Regions from separate parts of the Sus scrofa genome. Here region 1 is linked to region 2. A link is a contact called in public HiChIP or PLAC-seq data. All regions are on one chromosome and are shown on one strand. The core of a region is the stretch at or near the end of the contact, and the rest is flanking DNA. Distances in the headings are between cores, read along the strand shown.

What was found. HiChIP or PLAC-seq counts read pairs in DNA pulled down with a chosen protein or histone mark.
Region 1: a contact with region 2 is called in an H3K27ac HiChIP or PLAC-seq map of alveolar macrophages. The contact joins the promoter of SEC11C here to the promoter of LMAN1 in region 2. A contact is called at or near these places in 1 of 47 Hi-C or Micro-C datasets (liver) and 1 of 2 datasets of contacts at active chromatin or transcription factors (alveolar macrophages).

Annotation. Positions count from the first base shown.
Region 1 is chr1:161,768,365-161,771,737 of Sscrofa11.1, forward strand. SEC11C (signal peptidase complex catalytic subunit SEC11C) reads right to left here and starts at 1,258. Exons shown (of 7, transcript XM_003121713.3): 1 at 726-1,258. The coding sequence starts at 1,100.
Region 2 is chr1:161,605,862-161,609,397 of Sscrofa11.1, forward strand. LMAN1 (protein ERGIC-53) reads left to right here and starts at 1,261. Exons shown (of 14, transcript XM_021099870.1): 1 at 1,261-1,532. The coding sequence starts at 1,295. It overlaps LOC106509065 (a long non-coding RNA gene), which reads right to left and starts at 1,155. Exons shown (of 3, transcript XR_001306290.2): 1 at 676-1,155.

The sequences.
Region 1 (3,373 bases), core at 8-2,507, 160 kb after region 2:
GGACGTTTTCCTCCAAGCTCCTCTCATAGAGGGGTAGGAAATCAGCCCCAGCTGCCCGAAGACTCCATACTAACTGCCTCTGATAGTCAAGGTGCTGCCAGCCTTACGGAGTCTAAGAAGTTAGAGAAGACTTCTGAAATCCCTTTTATAACACCGATTCAGTTCACAAGACAGAACGCTATCAGTGAGCTCTTCCGCACAAGGAGCTTTGTTTAGTCCCCATGCACCATCAGGAAAACACTGTTTTGGGAAGAAACTGTTTTAGGAGGCATCACTGGACAGCTCCCACCGCTAGGAAGTTCTCCATCTTTCGCCTGCCTTTCTGCCACTTGCATGGATATCAGGCCTTAGCAACCCCACAGAGAAATCTGTCCCCTCTTCCAAGAGGTGGCAAAATTCGTGCAAACAGCTGTCACTCGCAGTAGAGTCATCTCTCCCCGCTTTTTCAACCGCACTTGACATCCAAAGTGCGGGATTTCTATTATCTTCCCCTTCCGGGGCCGCCCTCCCCTAACTGAACTCCTCTCAGGGCAAGGAAGTACCCACACGTGGGTCTGTGCGGATTTGAACACAGGGCCTCCAAGAGCCCAGGGTGGGTGCCTCGGGTCGCCGCCGGACCGGTTACGGGGCGCTGTCCTTGCAGGAGCCTACCCGGGAGCCCCGATTCCCCACTGTCGCAGCCGGTCCCGGCCCCTAGACGCGCCCCCCAAAAGGAGCTCCGTTACCTGGCGCTTGTTCATCTTCCTCAGGTCCCCAAAGATGTCCAAACCGGACGTGGGGAGATGCGACCCCACAGCGCCCGCGCGCACCATGCCGGGGTCTCTGGGGGCCGAGGCGACCCGCGGGCTCCGGGTGTCACAGACAGCTGCGGAGCACCGGCCGGGCCCCCGCCCACCGGCCTTGTTGGCCACGTGACCAGAGGCTCGCTTGGGCGTCTGGGAAATCGTAGTCCTGTGAGTCTGAGCCACTTGAGTACCTGCAAAGAACTGGTAAGAAGAAACTACCACTCCCAGAATGCCACGGGACAAGAGCCTCGTCCAGTGAAGACCCAGGGCTCCCAGGGAGGGAAACGACCCGGCTCCGGAGCCTTGTCCGACCATTGCGAGGGAACTTGGGAAAGCGGGTGATCCTGCATATCCTACGGGCAGCTCGGAGAAGTGACTACTCAAGATCAATTGAGTTCCCTAAGACTCTGGTCAGGCGCCAAGAAGACACCTAAAGCTCCCCCGCATTCACCTAGCCGTGTATCTAGGCCATTGGATGACTGCGACGAGAGAAGGTGGAGCTTCTACAAGGGCGGCAGGCTGTGCTGAATACGGGAGGCGCCTAAAAGTGGGCTGGCGAGTGGGCGGGACCTGGAAGAGGCGGGACTTTTGAAGCTATGGAGTTCCGCGCTCTCCCAGGATTTGAAAGCTAGGAAACAAGGGGATACAGTGATGCTTCCTTTGATCAGAGCTATGCCGCAACGGATGTTAATTGAATGAATAAATAAATAACCAGTTGATTTTATACTTGAGGAAACAAGCCTAGAAAGATTAAGTGACCTGGCCAAGGCAAAGTGGCCAGGTCTGGAATAGAACTCAAATTTCCAAACCCAGGATTGTCGTAGTCCTGATCCTAGCTCATCCTTAGTTTATTCACTCACTCGTGTATGCATTATTTATTTCATTCATTTGTTAAAAAATCTTTTTAGAGCATATACTATGCACTTAGCCCTAGTCTGGACGTAGGAAACATCAGTGAACACCTAGCAACGGGAGACATAATAAATAAGTAAAATTATATGGTATCTAAGGAGTGATAGTGCTGTGGAAATAGGAAGAGCAGATAAGAGAGGGGAGAAGCTCTGGGGAAGGGGGCAGGTGGCAATTTAAAATATCCCAGAAGTTGACTTACCAGGAAGCTACTGAAGCATACTCTTTGGAACACTTCACTTGCAAAGGCTCCCTTCCAAACCCTTGAATAAAAATGGTCATATGGTTTTGTAAAAGTTTCAAAAGCAAGATATTTGAATTGCTATTTGTTGACTCTTGTTTCTTTGCATTCCTAATTCCCCTCCATCATACTTCCCTTCACGTTGGAGGGACAAGGAGCATTTTGAGGATCTAGCTAAGGAGAAGTTGAATTGGAAATACATTTAATTTGGATTCAGTGAATATCTTGATGTGGGGTCTTCAAAGTACCACCAAGCACCCCAAGAGTCTCCAGCCCTCCTTGACTGGTGCTCCCCCCCTGTCTCTGTTCTGAACTCCTTATTCTCCCTCTCCAGCAGTGCTGTGATAGCCAATACAGGGTCTTAGCTCCTATTGGCCTATTTCCTCCGAAGACCTAGGAAAAAGAGCAGTTTGATTACTATTGGCCCTTACTGCCAATATGTGGGAAGACCAGTTTAACTCATGTCAGAAATCAAGCATTTCTCTGCCTAGGTCTTGATCATCAAAGCATCATCTTCAATTTATGGAGTATCCTAAACCAAAACTATAGTATTGTTTTATTAATACTTTTTCCACGAGAAATAAGCATATTGCTTTTCCTTATGAAATCCCCTAAACACAGTCTGACCCCATACACCCTCCTTCCCCTTGCATTAGATTATCAGAAATAGAACTTTAAGAAATCTTCCATACAGCATTGGTTCACTATCTTACTTATTGATTCATTTCCTCCATCAAGCACTAGGAATCTGGCAAATAAGACACAGTTCTTAGATCCAGTTGAAGTTGTAAGTGTGCAGACATGATTATCATATAATATCACAAGTGATCTAGATAGGACATAATGAAAGGTATGATCTTGGAGTTCCCATCATGGCTCAGCAGAAACAATCTGACTGGCATCCATGAGGATGAAGGTTCAATCCCTGGCCTCACTAAATGGGTTAAGGATCCGGCATTGCCATGACCTGTGGTGTAGGTCGCAGACAGCTCAGATCTGAGTTGCTTTGGCTGTGGTGTAGGCCAGCAGCTGTAGCTCTGATTCAACCCCTAGCCTGGGAACCTCCACATGCCGTGGGTGCAGACCTAAAAAGACAAAAGACAAATAATAATAATAATAATAATAATAAAACAAAACAAAAGTTATGATCTCTAGTGTAAAATCCCCTTGGCATATCAGGCTAGCCCTTGTGCTAAGGGAGGAATTGATACAGAGGCAGTACTAGCTAATACTTTTTGCATGTTTATTCTGAAACAGGCAAGTGCTTGTTTATACTTATTATCAATTTCATTCTTACAAAAATCCTTTTTTTTTTTTTTTGGTCTTTTTGTCTTTTAGAGCCGCACTGGCAGCATATGGAGGTTCCCAGGCTAGGGGTCTAATCAGAGTTGTAGCTGCCAGCCTACACCACAGCCACAGCAATGAGGGATCTGAGCCA
Region 2 (3,536 bases), core at 11-2,510:
TGAAAAATGAAGAGTGGAGAGCCATAACTTAAAGATTTGATATTTGACAACCAGAAAGAGATTTAATAGTAATGGTTCATGAATCTGGAGATGAGAAGTTGGGAGGTTAATGAAAAATAATTAAAATAATGTGGGCATACAGTTCCTAGGGCAAGTGTGGTACTCATGGCCCCATTAAAAGCTAATGAAATAAACCATTTAAATCATACTTATTCTCAGATTTTTTAAAAAATTAAGACATTTATGAAAACAAAACTCTGGATGATCATTAATACTTTGACAATATTTTTCCTAGGTAAGGAAAAGAATCCTCTTTAAAATGCAAACCTTGTCGAATCAGAGAACAATACTATTTTTTTTTTTTTCTTTTTTGGCCACCTTCACAGCATGATTAAGTTCCAGGGTCAGGGATGGAACCTATGCCACAGCAGTGACCCCAGCCGCTGAAGTGACAAGGCTAGAGCCTTAACCCGCGGGAGCCACAAGAGAATCTGTAACAACAGTATCTCCAGGGTCCAGGTTCTATTGGTTCCTCCCTTCATGGCACATAATTCCTCTTATCAAAACTAAACAAAAATCAGTTTCATTTGAATCATTATTGCTATGGTTTTAAAAATTGGAAAGCTATTGGAATTACATTTTGAGAAAGGTAAAAGTTTAGTAATAAATTCATACCTGATTCAACACCAACAAAAGGATCCTAGGTCTCTCCAGCCCTGTGGATCGCTGGTTCCAGTTTGAAATGCCCTAACACAAGCTGGTGTAGCTCATTGGGCTGGGACTCTTAGTGTTCAGATTACGCTTCATTTCTAGAAAGACTGGCTTCTGCAAAGCCCACCTAATGAAAACCAGCTACTGAACAATTGGTATCAGGTCGAAAGGAATGCCTAGGTTTATTATGACCAGGGTGGACTGATGTGGTGTGTCCACAGCTGTCAGAGCTCAAGAATTCTAAGGTATATTAAGAGATACGAAAAAGCTCTTGCAGGTAGGCTTCGGGTCACCTCCTCCACTACTCCACGTCACATGGCAAGGGAACGCTGGAGCCCCTTTCCCGCCCTGGGAGAGGAGAAGAGAAGCACGAGGACCTTGACGCCCCGGGCCCGGTCCCCTATTACGTGGCCACGCCCCCAGATACTCCGTTTTCCCAGGTCGCCAGGATAGCAAAGGCTGAGGGCGGGTCTCACCTTTGCCCTCGGGGTCTCCCGGGCTCCGCCAATCAGCGAGCGCCCTGTTGGCCGTCCGGAGCTCCCGCCCGCCTCCTCCCGCCAGCGTCCGCTTACCAGAATCCAAGATGGCGAGATCCAGGCAAAGGGGTCTCCAGACTGGAGCTCGGCCGCTGTTCTGCGCCTTGCTGCTGTCGCTCTTTCGGTTCGTTGGGGGCGACGGCGTGGGAGGCGACCCCGCGGCTGCTGGCTCCACGGGCTCCTCAGCAGCGCAGCCACATCGCCGTTTCGAGTACAAATACAGCTTCAAGGGACCGCACCTGGTGCAGAGCGACGGGACCGTGCCCTTCTGGGCCTACGCGGGGAGTAAGCCGGGGCAGAGGGCGGGGGGATCTGGTCCCTTCCCTGCCTTGAGCCTCTTCTTCTTCACCTTCTCTCCGCTGCACATCGTACGCGCGGTGGAGGGGACCCTTCTCAGCAGCCCCTCCTGCAGGCCGACTCTGGTCCGCAAAGTTCCCTCCATCTCCCCCCAAGTCTTCCTCACATTCTCTCCACCCACCTTCCTCCTGTCCTCCCTTCTTTGATGTCTGTGCTTTCCGTTTGATCTAGAGGTTTTTCGTTACTTCCTACACTTCCAAAGGCTCACCTAAGCCCGCTTCTAGGCATCACGTTTCACCCTAACGCCACGTCTCAAGGGAAAACGTTTCCCTCGCCCCCACTCCTATCCATTCCAACCTGAGACCTGGTCTAGCAGCCCTCCACCTTCTTTCCTGCTTCCCCTCGGCCCTCCTCTGCTTTTTTCCCTTCGGGGTTAGCGGTAGGTAATGCTCCAGTTTGTACCTGATGCCCCCTGACGGCTCCAGAGTTGGCATGTGTTGGCTTTAGAGTAGTCTTTAGTTCAGAAGACATTCTTCTAACCCTGTTGGAACTGTACCTTAAATTTGCCTTTCTCAGTGACTTGATATGGTCTTCGATCTTTTATCTTGTATTAACACAGTATGTAACTTAATAGTGACACTCCTTGCTTTATTTAGTAGAAGAGTGTTGTTTTGTGGGTTTTTTTAATATTGATTGAGAACGAGGCTAAGAATAACATATGTAAAGCTATTTTTTGTTTTGTTTTTAGTTTGGGGGGAGAAATTATTTCAATTTCTCCTGTACTCCATGTTTTATTCACTCTGTGTTTGGCACTGTTAGACGCTGTTGATGGCTAAGTGCCTTGCTAGATATTTACATATGTGAAAGAAAACATATCTGTACTTTAGTGCTGATGTGTCACTGCTGACTAAGGAATCAGCGGTAGCACTTGGCACGCCATAAACTGTTCAGTGACCATCAGATACAACCTTTGAAACAAGTGGCAAGTCTTCAAATCGGTGGCAATTTGAATTCCATCTTTATGTGTTATAAAGCAATCATTTATATAAGGTTTGTATACATCATCTGAGATCATCCAGTGCTGGAAACAAAATGTTTCATTTCTAGAAAGTAATTGCTGAATAGGAAGTACACTTTTAGGAAGAGCTATTTCACTGAAATTAATGTATTAATTACATTAAAAGGCATGGAATTAAGTATTTGAAATAAAATGCAGTTACTTTGTTACTCAGCAGACATTTATTTTATGCCCACTCATCAAGGTTATATAGTTGAGTGTTTTTTTAGCAAGGTAGCATTGTTCTTAATACACAAATATGATGCAGGTGTACCCAACAAAGGTTTGGGGGATTTCTGTTTTTCTTCTTGGAATGACGATGAATTTTTCTGTGGTGGTGATAAATTTGTTCGTGTTTTTTCACTTCTGCTTTTCTCCATTGCCAGCTTGCTCTTTTCTCTTTTTCTTATGCTCATACTACATACATCAGCCAATTAGGAATGTCAGTCAACTACTTAAATTAATTACATTGACTTTCTTTTAGAACCTATAACTAAGATGTTCTGCTGCAGAAATGTCAGATAATGTACCTGAGTGAATGAAAGTTGTATGGCTAGATTGAATTTGAAAAAGATTAGAATTTAGGAGTTCCTGTCGTGGCTCAGTGGTTATCAAATCTGACTAGGAACCATGAGGTTTCGGGTTCAATCTCTGGCCTCCTTCAGTGGGTTAAGGATCTGGTGTTGCCGTGGGCTGTAGTGTAGGTTGTAGACTCAGCTTGGATCCCGCATTGCTGTGGCCCTGGGGTAGGCCGACGGCTACAGCTCTGATTAGACTCTTAGCCTGTGAATCTCCATGTGCCGCAGGTGCGGCCCTAGAAAAAGATTAAAAAAAAAAAAAAAAAAAAAGGTTAGAATTTAGCCATGACTTTTCCATCTCTTGACTCTGAGAACCACTGCTGTCAATATCTCTTAATTTCATTATCACTGTAATTT